Regions from separate parts of the Sus scrofa genome. Here regions 2 and 3 are each linked to region 1. Evidence: chromatin contacts called from public Hi-C data. All regions are on one chromosome and are shown on one strand. Each heading gives the region's core, a stretch centred on a gene start, on an enhancer-like site or on the middle of the called end of the contact. The rest is flanking DNA. Distances are from core to core; before and after follow the strand shown.

Evidence for each region. A called contact is a pair of places that touch in the nucleus more often than the background predicts.
Region 2: a contact with region 1 is called in a Hi-C map of liver, with 7 times the contacts expected there. The contact joins the promoter of VAV2 here to the promoter of SARDH in region 1. A contact is called at or near these places in 2 of 47 Hi-C or Micro-C datasets (both in liver) and 1 of 2 datasets of contacts at active chromatin or transcription factors (skeletal muscle).
Region 3: a Hi-C map of omental adipose tissue shows a contact between it and region 1, with 2.2 times the contacts expected there. The contact joins the enhancer-like site here to the promoter of SARDH in region 1. A contact is called at or near these places in 1 of 5 promoter capture datasets (liver), 17 of 47 Hi-C or Micro-C datasets (alveolar macrophages, brain, embryonic fibroblasts and 10 more) and 1 of 2 datasets of contacts at active chromatin or transcription factors (skeletal muscle).

Annotation. Positions count from the first base shown.
Region 1 is chr1:273,292,869-273,296,435 of Sscrofa11.1, reverse strand. SARDH (sarcosine dehydrogenase) reads left to right here and starts at 1,815. Exons shown (of 21, transcript NM_001253922.1): 1 at 1,815-1,886; 2 at 3,063-3,406. The coding sequence starts at 3,076.
Region 2 is chr1:273,474,681-273,478,247 of Sscrofa11.1, reverse strand. It overlaps VAV2 (guanine nucleotide exchange factor VAV2), which reads left to right and starts at 1,998. Exons shown (of 28, transcript XM_013987084.2): 1 at 1,998-2,747. The coding sequence starts at 2,544.
Region 3 is chr1:273,161,714-273,165,280 of Sscrofa11.1, reverse strand. All of the region lies in intron 1 of FAM163B (protein FAM163B), which reads left to right. Among named protein-coding and RNA genes, the nearest start is that of FAM163B, 23 kb to the left of the region's middle. Within about 2 kb of position 1,655, at least 4 of the 83 cell types and tissues checked have an H3K27ac peak or open chromatin away from gene starts, as enhancers often do. A contact at or near this core is called in omental adipose tissue, where this site is marked.

The DNA of each region.
Region 1 (3,567 bases), core at 566-3,065:
GCTGTGTTGTTCACTGACCGTAATTTAAATGATACTTTCTTTAGTCAGGCAGGAAGAGGAGGCCCTATTTCATGTATGTTATGTTATGTTATGTTATGCAACCTACACCGCAGCTGTGGCAGTGCTGGGTCCTTTACCTGCTGTGCCACAGCGGGAGCTCCCAGAGGTCCTGTTTTCTATCAGCACCTGCTCTGAGTCTTTGTACATCCAGGTGTGGGTGTGCTTATTCTTTCTAGATTTCCGCCTGGCATCTTCTGCCTGCGCACAGACCAGGTGCCCCAGACCCAGAAGCAGACAGCAGGCTTCTGGTCCAACTCCCCAGTAGCTTGCTGTGTGACCCGAGGCCAGCGGGCTCCCTTCTCTGGGCCCTGGGGCCCCCGACAGTCAAATGGAGGCAGGTGTCCCTGCCCTGGGAGGCTGGGAAGGTCAGAGGCTCACAGACGTCCCGCCAGGGTCACAAGGATCTGGGAGCTCAGGAGGGCAGGGTGCAGGGGTACAGACAGGTTAGGGGCAGTGAGAGCAACCCAGAGGCCCAGACCTGCCTCCCAGGGCAGCCAGAGCCCCTTCCCTGGACGGGTGTTGGGCAGGGGCGGAGTTGGGGTGGGGGCGCCCGTAGCCGAGGCTGGTCCATCCCACGGCCCTGGATCACCCCTGCAAGGAGCCTGGCCCTGGCACCACGCTGCTGCTTGCCCAGCACTTCCTGCCCACCTGCTGTGCTAAGTGCCTGTCTGGCCTGGGGAGCATGGCAGGCACTGTTCACCTGCAGTGACCCTGTAACCCCATTCTAGAGATGAAGAGGTGGGGTCACCTATCCTGTCACCAGGCTTAATAAGGTCTCAGGGTTTGCAGCCCTGCTCTGCTGCCCTCAGAAGGACCTGCTTGGGAGTTCCCGTCGTGGCGCAGTGGTTAACGAATCCGACTAGGAACCATGAGGTTGCGGGTTCGGTCCCTGCCCTTGCTCAGCGGGTTAACAATCCGGCGTTGCCGTGAGCTGTGGTGTAGGTTGCAGACGCGTCTCGGATCCCGCGTTGCTGTGGCTCTGGCGTAGGCCAGCGGCTACAGCTCCGATTCAACCCCTAGCCTGGGAACCTCCATATGCTGCGGGAGCGGCCCAAAGAAATAGCAAAAGGACAAAAAAAAAAAAAAAAAAAAAAAAAAAAGAAAGAAAAGAAGGACCTGCTTGGCTGCCTCCCTGGCCTGCCAGGCGGTAGGCGGGACAGGGGCTGGCAGCTCGGCCAGGGGCGGCGGGGGTAGGAGTGGGGGAGGGGAGGGTTCCTGCTGGGAAGGAAGGAGGAGACAGCGCTGGCAGGCTGCTTGGGCCCAGGAGTGCTGTTGCGGCTGCAGGTACACCCTTCGGAGCAGGGCCGGGACCTTCCCTGGGCTGGGGTTGGGACAGGCCAGGAGCTGGCGGGGACTTCTGCCTCGGGCTGGGTGGGCCCAACTTGTGAGGCCCTCTGTGGGAGGTGCCTTGGCCTGGGCACCTTCCACCCCCACCCCGTCCCCACCCTAAACAGCTCGAGGCCCCACCCCGTGCGTCTGACCCAAACCTTGGTAATGAGCGGCCAGCCTGCTGACTCGGGGGTGGGGGAGGGTGAAGGAGAGCAGGTTGATGTGGCAGCAGGTCTCCTGGCCTGACGGAGGGCACTGGGCAGCCCCCATGCCAGCCCCCATCCCCAGCTCAGGGCAGGGCGGGGGTGGGGGTGGAGGGCAGGGGGGCGGGGAATGCCGGGGCCAGCAGAGCAGTGGGAGGGAACCAGGAGGCTGGGCCAGGGGCGGGTTCCAGCCTTGGGCAGAGTCTCGCCTGCGCAAGCACATGAGCCCGACTTTCTGCCAGCAGAACAGCGCTCTCGGGGCTCTGGAAGACTGAGGCGCCCCAACGGCGAAAGGTGAGTGCAGGCGCGGGCCAGGGGTGCACAGGGGTGCTCAGGGCACCTCTGCCGTCGAAAGGCAGATGGGCTGTCAGAAGTGACACAGGGACTGGGCTGCCTGCCCCAGCCTCCAAGCCCCCGGCCCTGAAGCCTCTGAAATCACCTCTCCCTGCCCCCACCCCCTGGCAGGGGAGGGTCCCCACTGTGACCTGCAGGAGGGGCGGCACTCCCTGGGGAGGGTGGGAAAGGGTGTGGCAGTGGGTCCCTCCCCCAGACCAGGCCCCGTGACATCTGTGGACCGAGGGGTCAGAAGCGGGCAGGAGGGCCTGCTGCCTCGGCCACACGGTGGCCCTGTGACCTTGGTCACCTGGGGGCGCCTCCTTGGGCCTCAGTCTCCCCCCTCCGTGAAATGGGGACAATATAGCCACCTTGACTTCAGAGCAGAGGGAACCCGCCTGCCGTGTGGCACGGAAATGGAGGAGGACTTTCCTGGTTAATTGGCTGATTGATGCCAAGCTCGGCTGTGAACGCAGCTGCACCACCTGCATCAGTTCCCCCACTGCAGCCAAACCTTACTTTTCCTGCTGACCCCCCACATGGGCCCAGGAGCCTCTCCGAGGTGTCCTTCCCCTGTCCCAGTCTTCTTGTAATTGTGAGGTTTGGGTTGGGTAAGTCTGGAGGGCTTCCTGGAGGAGGAGGGATGCGCAGTGAGCCCTGCAGGCTGCTGGGAGGTCACTGAGGAGGAGGGAGGCTGGTTACCCATCCCCTGAGCCCCGACTTGGATTCTGAGATGGCCCGAGGGAGCCGGAGGCCCAGACCCCCTGCCTCTCTCACCTTCTGTCTTGGGTCCCAAAGGGCTCTGGGGCCAACGAGGCAGAGGTAACTTCTGTCTGGGAGTTTTCCCAGAGGGCGTGTTGGATACACCAGAAGGCTGGTTGTCCCCGCCTCAGAGCTCCCGCCACCTGCCCTGCGACCCCGCCCCTGCCGTGTACACACCCCGCCCCCTCCTGGTCCTCACTGTGGTCTCCAGGGTCCTGGCCAGAGTCTGGGGCGTGTGAGGCCCTCGGTGCCCATGGGCTGGACACGTGCTGTAGGAGGCAGGGGACAGAGGACAGCATGGGGGCACTGTGCCCTGGGCTCCTACTTGACAGAGCACCCACTGTGGCCCTCTGCGGCCGACTCTTTCCCCAGCAGGAGCCGAGTCCCCATGGCTTCTCTGAGCCGAGCCCTGCGTCTGGCCGCCACCTGTCCTCACCGGAACCCTGCCCAGGGCCTGGGGCCACGTCCCCGGACTGGCGGGACCGGCCCCACCACCGAGAAGAGCGTGCCGTACCAGCGGACCCTGAAAGAGGCTCAGCAGCCCTCAGCGGAGGCCCAGGGCCTGAGCCAGCCCCTGCCCCGCGCGGCCAGCGTGGTGGTCATCGGCGGGGGCAGCTTGGGCTGCCAGACCCTCTACCACCTGGCCAAGCTGGGCGTGAGCGGGGCGCTGCTGCTCGAGCGGGAGCGGCTGACCTCCGGCACCACCTGGCACACGGCAGGTAGGGGCCCAGGTGCAGGCGGGGGCAGAGGGTCTGGACTCGGGCAGGTGCCAGCTCTGGGCTGACAACCGGAGGCCACTGAGCTAGAGGGGAAGGACATGGAGAAGATGCGGGGTCCTCTGAAGGTGGACAGACGGGGCCGTTCCTGCCACCACGCCCCA
Region 2 (3,567 bases), core at 749-3,248, 180 kb before region 1:
AGACCTGCTCATGACACCCACACCACATGTTTGGAAGAGGGCTGCTACCAAGCTTCAATCATGAGTTCATTCACTCACATCCAGCCCTCCTGCAGCGCCTCCCCCAAACCCTATGAGGTCCACACAGTGGGTCACTGTCCCACTGTACGCATTAGGACACTGGGAAGGTGTTGAGCCCGCCTGAGTGAGGCCTGAGTCCCTGGACTTGGCTGTTCTCGAGGCTAACCCTGCTTCTTGGTGCCCCTGGGCAGCTCGGCGCCTTGGCCAGGTGGCAGCAGTGCCTACAGCCCCCACCAGGGGGCGGCAGATGATCATCAGTGTTACTGGCTGGCCGGTCCTGGGCTCGTTCTCTTGACTGGTTCCCTGCACAGGACAAGAATGGGGTGCCCCATTCTGCCCTAAGTGCTGTGCAAAGCTCTGGGGTTCCAATCCTGCTCATTCCCCACACGCGATTCTGAAGGAGCGGGTGCTCCCCGTGTCACAGAGGGAGGGGGCCCTGCCAGGGAACGTGTTCCTGCAGAGCAGGGGCCGGAGGTGCTGGGGTTCAGACTGTCCCCCCACTTTGCGATTTCTCAGGGCGATGCTGCCTCAGGCTTTTCCCTTTTGTCTCTGGCAGGCTCAACCCCACCGTCCGGACCAGGCTGCTTTCTATCCCTGCTCCCGAGGCGGCCGCACCCGTTTCCTGGGAGGAAGGATGCATGGACAGGAACTTAGAGCTCACGGGTCACTTGGCCTGATTTTACTCCTGCCAGGGTCTTGGGTGTGCCCCGGGAGGCCAGCTCCTCCCCCACTTCTCCCCCTGGCCCAGAACCTGGCCTGGGTCCCCATCCTTCCTCCCGGGCTTGGGAAGGGTCAAGCCGGACTCCCTGCAGAGGCCAATGCCTGGAGCAGAAGAACCCTCGCTGGGCACTGAGGTGGGGGTGTCACCCTGCTTGGGCTCCTGCACCAGGAACGCCGAAGGAGGAGGGGAACTGGGCCATGGGGGCAGCTGTCCAGCGCTGCCCCAAGATTCCCGGCAAGTGTGTGGGGTGCCCAGAGTTTGGTCCCCTCCACCCCACCCCATGACTGAGCCAGTTTTAGAGAAGAGATCAGACTGACCCGGGGTCACCCTGCATGTTGGCGCTGAGAACCCAGGGCTCCTGACAGCTGAGTCAGGATGGGTATTATTTCAGGGCCGGTTTGGCTCTTTATGTCCTAGAGGCCCTCCCACTGTCAGGCCAGGCCAGCTGCAGCAATCTCTGCCCACCCCTCCCAGAGGGCGTGGCCCAGGAAGGAGTTCAAGGCAGGGTCAGTGGACCCTGCAGACTGCGTGGAGGCCCGCAGACACCCAGGGCCGGATCTGGCCACATCTCTTCCCCTGTTTCCCAGTTACTTAGGTCACATATTCCATCCCAGACGCCAGGATCTGCCCTCCGGGCAGCTGTGAGTGGCGGGCCTCCGCGTTACAAAACAGGGGAATCCCGGCCTTTGTGTGGAGTCGTCGTCGGGGGGGGGGGGGTGGCTTTCTGCCGGTCCCCGTCCCGGACACAGGATGGGAGGGGGCCCCGGGAGAGTCTCCGGGCCGTGTGCCTCCCGCTTCGAGTTATCCCGCGGGGGCCGCTTGGTGGACAGAGGGCGCGCGGGACGCCTCGGCCCAGTCGGTGCCCCGTCCAGGGTCTGTCCTGCGGTGCAGAGGCGCCCAGCGCGACGAGGACCACCTCCTGATCTCCTCCTGGAACGCAGGAGGGACGCAGAGACCACGACCTGGCCATCACCCCACGGGCGAGCTTGCGCGCCACGGGCGCACAGCTTCCCCAAAGTCCCGGAGCCCCTCGGACACAGTCTGCAGACCCCCGGCCGGGCGGCGCAGCGGCCCCCGCCCTCGGCGGCAACTTGCGCGAGCTGCGCCGGGGCAGGAAGTGGCGGGGGGCGGGGGCGGCGCCAGGCGCGCGCGCCGGCCCCGCCCCCCAGCCCGCCCCCACCCCGCCCGTGGCCGCGCCCCCGCGCCCCCCGCGCCCCGGAGCCGCCGAGCCGCGGAGTCCGAGCGCCAGGCGCTGAGCGCTGAACCCGAAGGCGGGGCGAACAAAGCGGCGGCGGCGAGGGCGGCCCAGGCCCCGGACGCGTGGAGCGAGCGACCCGCCGGGCCTTTGTCTCGGGCGGGGCAGAAGCTGCGGCGGCCGCGGGGCGCTCCGAGCGCAGAATGCGGCGCCCGGCGGGGCGGATTGCGGGGCGCTGCGGCGGCGGGCTGCGCGGAGCCCCGGCCGGGGCCCGGGGGGACTTGCGGCTGTGAGAGGGGGTCCGGCGCGCTGCCCGGCGCCCGCCCCGGGACCACACGTGGGCGGGAGCGGCGGCCCGCGAGGAACCGGAGGAGGAGGAGGAGGAGGAAGAGGAGGGGACCCGCGGCGGCGCAGCGGGGACCCGGGGCCGCCCGCGCGAAGCCCCGCCCCGGCCGCCGAGCCCCGCGCGGGCGGGCGGGATGCCCCGCGGCCACCGCACTTTGGCCGGAGCGCTGCTCTGAACGCGCCGGCCCAGCGAGCGGCGGGCGGGCGGGCGCCGCGGGCGCCATGGAGCAGTGGCGGCAGTGCGGCCGCTGGCTCATCGACTGTAAGGTCCTGCCGCCCAACCACCGGGTCGTGTGGCCCTCGGCGGTGGTCTTCGACCTGGCACAGGCGCTGCGCGACGGCGTCCTCCTGTGCCAGCTGCTTCACAACCTCTCCCCCGGCTCCATCGATCTCAAGGACATCAACTTCCGGCCGCAGATGTCCCAGGTGAGGGTTCGGGCGCTCCGGGAGGGGCCCTGGTGGGCGCGCCTCCGGCCCGGTCCCAGGAGCCTGGCCGGAGCGGGGGACTCGGGGACCTGGGCAGGCAGCCGGACGCCGAGCGGAGAGGGGGCGACCCCGGGGCCTCGGAGCCAGCCCTTTCGAGGGGCGATCCCCGGAGGCACGAAGTTGACCAAAGTCCCCTAAGCCTGGGGCGCGCATCCGCCGCCTGCGGGCACTGCCTGGGAGCGCCGGTGGCTGGGCCTGCGCCTCCCGGGGGTGAGGGGAACTCGAACCCCGGCGGGGCGCTCGCTCCTGCCGCCCCCTCTCCCGGGCGCCAGGACCCAGAGAGTGCCCCTCCGACAGCTGGGAGCCTGCCGCGCCAGGGGCCTCGTCGGGCGTGGCGTCCCCCGGCTTCGCGCCTGGTGGCTGGGCGCCCGGGAGGATGAACCCGCTGGCAGCTGGGCTTGGGCCACCGCGGGGAGCCTTGAGCCCTCGGGAACAAGGGAGTCGGTGGGCCGCCGGCGCCGCCCCCTCGCCGGCCCCCGCCTCCTCCTGAACCCCCGGAGCGCAGGCAGTACCGGGGTGGTGCACCTTGGTGGGAAGGAGCCCCTGGTGGCTTCCTGAGTACTCCGTAGTGTGGCCTTTGTCGCCGCCCAGGCACATGTGCCGGCGGGCAGGCAGGAAAATGTCTGCTTGGCCGGCGGGAGCTGCCTTTCTCGGCCCCTTAAAGGGAACTTGGCTGCTGCTTAAGCAGAACAGAGGCTCCTGTCCTGCCCTCCTGGGTGGCGCAACCCCACCCCAGCACATTTAAGGGGCCCTGGGTGCC
Region 3 (3,567 bases), core at 406-2,905, 130 kb after region 1:
TGCATGTATCTGCACGGTGTGAGGTGCAGCCGCTCCAGCTGGATGGGCCAAGGGTGTTGGAGCCACGGCTGCTGACAGCCCTGGGCGCCTGGCCTGTGCCTGCACCCTTCCCATCACGCCGCCAGGCTGCCTGCCGCTGGGGTCCCCCCCGCCACCCCGAGCCAGGCAGAGCCAGGGGCCATCTGCATCTCAGAGCGGGGAGGGGGCTCTGGGACTCTGCGAAGGATCTAGACCCAGAGAGGGAAACAAATATTAACAACAGCCATGGAAGCACAGCACACCTGCTGTCTGGTGGGGAACTCCGCCTCCTCCCATTTTCCAGAGGAGGAAACGGAGGCAGAGAGAAACAGAGGCGTTTGAAGGCCCATTTTCACAGCTAACGGGAGACAGAGCCTGGCTGGCTCTCAGGGGTCTAATGGGATGTGTCGGGGCGGGGGGGCATCGAGTTTAATTTCTGCATGTCTTCCTTGGCCTTGCCCAGGCTTCGTGATTTCTTTCACTGATGAGTAAGACGGCGATGATGTTTTGGGGTGCAAACGGCAGACACACACTGCAGGTGACATGCTCACAGGAGTCACTCTGTGGATCTCAGGGAGGGAGTTGCGATGCTGTAAACTTGGACCGCGGCCTGGCTTTCCCTGGGCCCCTGTGTCCTTCCTCTCGTCCCCCTGGACCGGCCCGTCTGGCGCCACACACGTGCCACCCTGGCTGCAGCCTGTGCTCCCACGGCTCCACCCAAGGTCAAGGGAGAGCAGGGACCGGCCAGTGTCCACGTCCCACCTGCACTTCCTGGGAGAAGAGAAGAGCGCTGGCCCAGCTGGGGGGCCCTCCCTCCCGACCTCAGTAAGCTGTGGCCAGAGGGGCAGCAGCAGGGGGCACAAACCAGTGCAAACCAGCTACTCCAGACCAGTAGCTTGGGGCCAGGGCGGCAACCCCCCAAAACCTGTCATCCTGTTGCCGTGTCCTCAGAAAGATGCCGCAGGCTGTGCGGCTTCACACAATGAGACCTGGGGCTCCGCCGGGGGCGGGGGACGTGGGGGCACATCTCGCCCTGGAACAGGATGGTCACAGCAGATCTGGCCTGGTACGGACCCCAAAACCACTGGTGCACGTGGCCTCTCCTGGCCTCAGGTGGCTCGTCTCCCGAAGTGGGGGAGACACTCTGTGGTTAGCGTGGGGTCTCAGAGAGGGGGTCGGGGGGGCCAGGACAGGATGGGAGGGGCTGCCCAGGAGGCCCAGGACTCCCCGGGACAGGCAGTGGCCCACACACGGCTTTTGACTGCGACAGGCCCATTAGCAGGAATGATACACGTGGACCAGTGGCCCTGACGCTGTAGCTGGATCACCAGAGTGACCTGGCCTTCTCTGAACCTTGGTCTCATCATCTGCAAATTTGGGGTCCCCGTGCCTGCTCTGCCCTCCCACGGACGCTGTGAAGACCAGGGGCGCTGCCAGAGGTCCATCCCACTGCCTGCTTTCTGGCCACTCCAGGGCCAGGCTGAGACAAGCCGGGGTGTCCCCGTGAGGCCCCAGGAGGGAAGGGTGTGGGGCGTCGGGCCCGGCACTCCGTCAGCAGCTGCCTGCTCTGCTTTGCCTCACCTCCGCGAAGAGCGTGAAATGCATCTGGACAGCAGGCCTGGCCCCTGCCCAGCATCCCCTGCTGGCCGCCTCCTCTGCACAGCCAGCTCCCTGGATCCGGCCCCGGTCGGCCTGCACCCTCGGCAGGGCTGGCGGGCCAGCTGGCCTCAGCCACCCCGGGGGCTGAGGAAGGCCGGGGCTGCCCGGCAGGGTGCCCAGAAATCCTGGGGTCCCTGGGAGCTCTGGCTCTGTCTGTGTGGCCTGGGCTGCGTCTTCCTGACCGGGCCCTGTTGGTCCAGCTGTCTGGATCTGCTTGTCTGCACCTCTGTCTGAATTTGGAGCCGTCTGTGAGTCTGTGTCTGGCTGTCTCGTTGCTTTGGGCCTGTCTGGAGGTAACTTTCTGTCCATCTAGCTCTCTGCTCGGGGCCTGAGCTCCCTTCACAGTTTGCCTCTGATGCACACGCTGCCTGGGTGAGCCCCTCCTGGTCACATCCATGTCCTCCTCCATCTGTGGACTGGCGTCCCCAGCGTCCCTACCCAGCCGCTCCCTCCCAGGCCACATGACCCTGCAGACAAGCCTCCGGGGAACCACTGAGCCTCCAACCTCGCCACGCAGGGCTCAGCTCCCTCGCTTCTGCCTCAGCAACCTCCCAGACCCCGCGTCTCCACGTGAAAAGCCTGTCTATCACTTATTCTCACCCATTCCTGGAAGAGGAAACATCGGGCCCAGTTCCAGCAAAGTCTTTGGCAAGAGGCTTATCAAAAACTTTAGAAACGTGCACGCCGCAAATCTCCTCACTGCGCAGTCCCATAATTGCAGAACGTGGGAACTGATGCAAGCCCCTCGGTGCAGTGGGGTGTGGTGCAGCTGTGAAAAGGAGCCGCGAGCTCTGGGGTTCCCTGGGAGAATCAGGCATCCAGGGAAACGTGGGATTTCTGGGGATACTCAGTGAAAAGGGAAGTTGCAGAGGGTAAACGCGGCTCACCGCTTGGCTTAGACGTTTAGAAAGAAGCTGTGGAAGAATAAACCCAGAACTAAGTGAAATTGCCCTTCTGGGCAGAGCAGGGCACAGACGGGAGTGGGAGCAAAACCTCTCTGAACGCACCTGATTCTGTGCTTTAGACTTTGGAACCAGATGGTTTCTGCAATTAAAAAGCAAAGGTAGGCGTTCCCGTCATGGTGCAGTGGAAACGAACCCAACTAGGAACCATGAGGTTGCGGGTTCGATCCCTGGCCTCACTCAGTGGGTTAAGGATCTGGCGTTGCCATGAGCTGTGGTGCAGGTCAAAGATGCAGCTCGGATCTGGCGTTGCCGTGGCTGTGGTGGAGGCCAGCAGCTGTAGCTCCCATTCAACCCCTAGCCTGGGAACCTCCATATGCCGCAGGTGCAGCCATAAAAAGCAAAAAAAAAAAAAGTACTAAGAATTATCTCAGTTGAAACAGTTGTTTTACTACACATCCCTAAGGGCACAAGAAGAATAACAAATATCGAATGCCCTTCAGTAGACTTGTTAGTAAAAATGCTGGTAACGCTGCTTTTAAATTATCGTGTCTAATGGGGAAAGCAAATTAGTAATGACGTGTATGTGATTAGAAAGTAAAATTTTCATTGTAAAGACGTACAGACGTCACATTTTCATGAGCGAAAACCCTTTCATCTCCAACGTTAGGTGGAAATATCAGGACAAACTCATATTCATTTTTTTTTTTTTTTGTCTTTTCTCTTTTTTGTCTTTTTGTCTTTTAGAGCCACAGCCTGCGGCATGTGGAGGTTCCCAGGCTAGGGGTCCAATCGGAGCTGTAGCTGCCGGCCTCCACCACAGCCACAGCCACACGGGATCCAAGCCACATCTGTGACCTACACCACAGCTCACGGCAATGCCGGATCCTGAACCCACTGAGCAAAGCCAGGAGTCAAACCCGCGTCCTCAGGATGCTAGTCAGGTTTGCTCGCCACTGAGCCACAACGGGAACTCCCCATTTTTTTT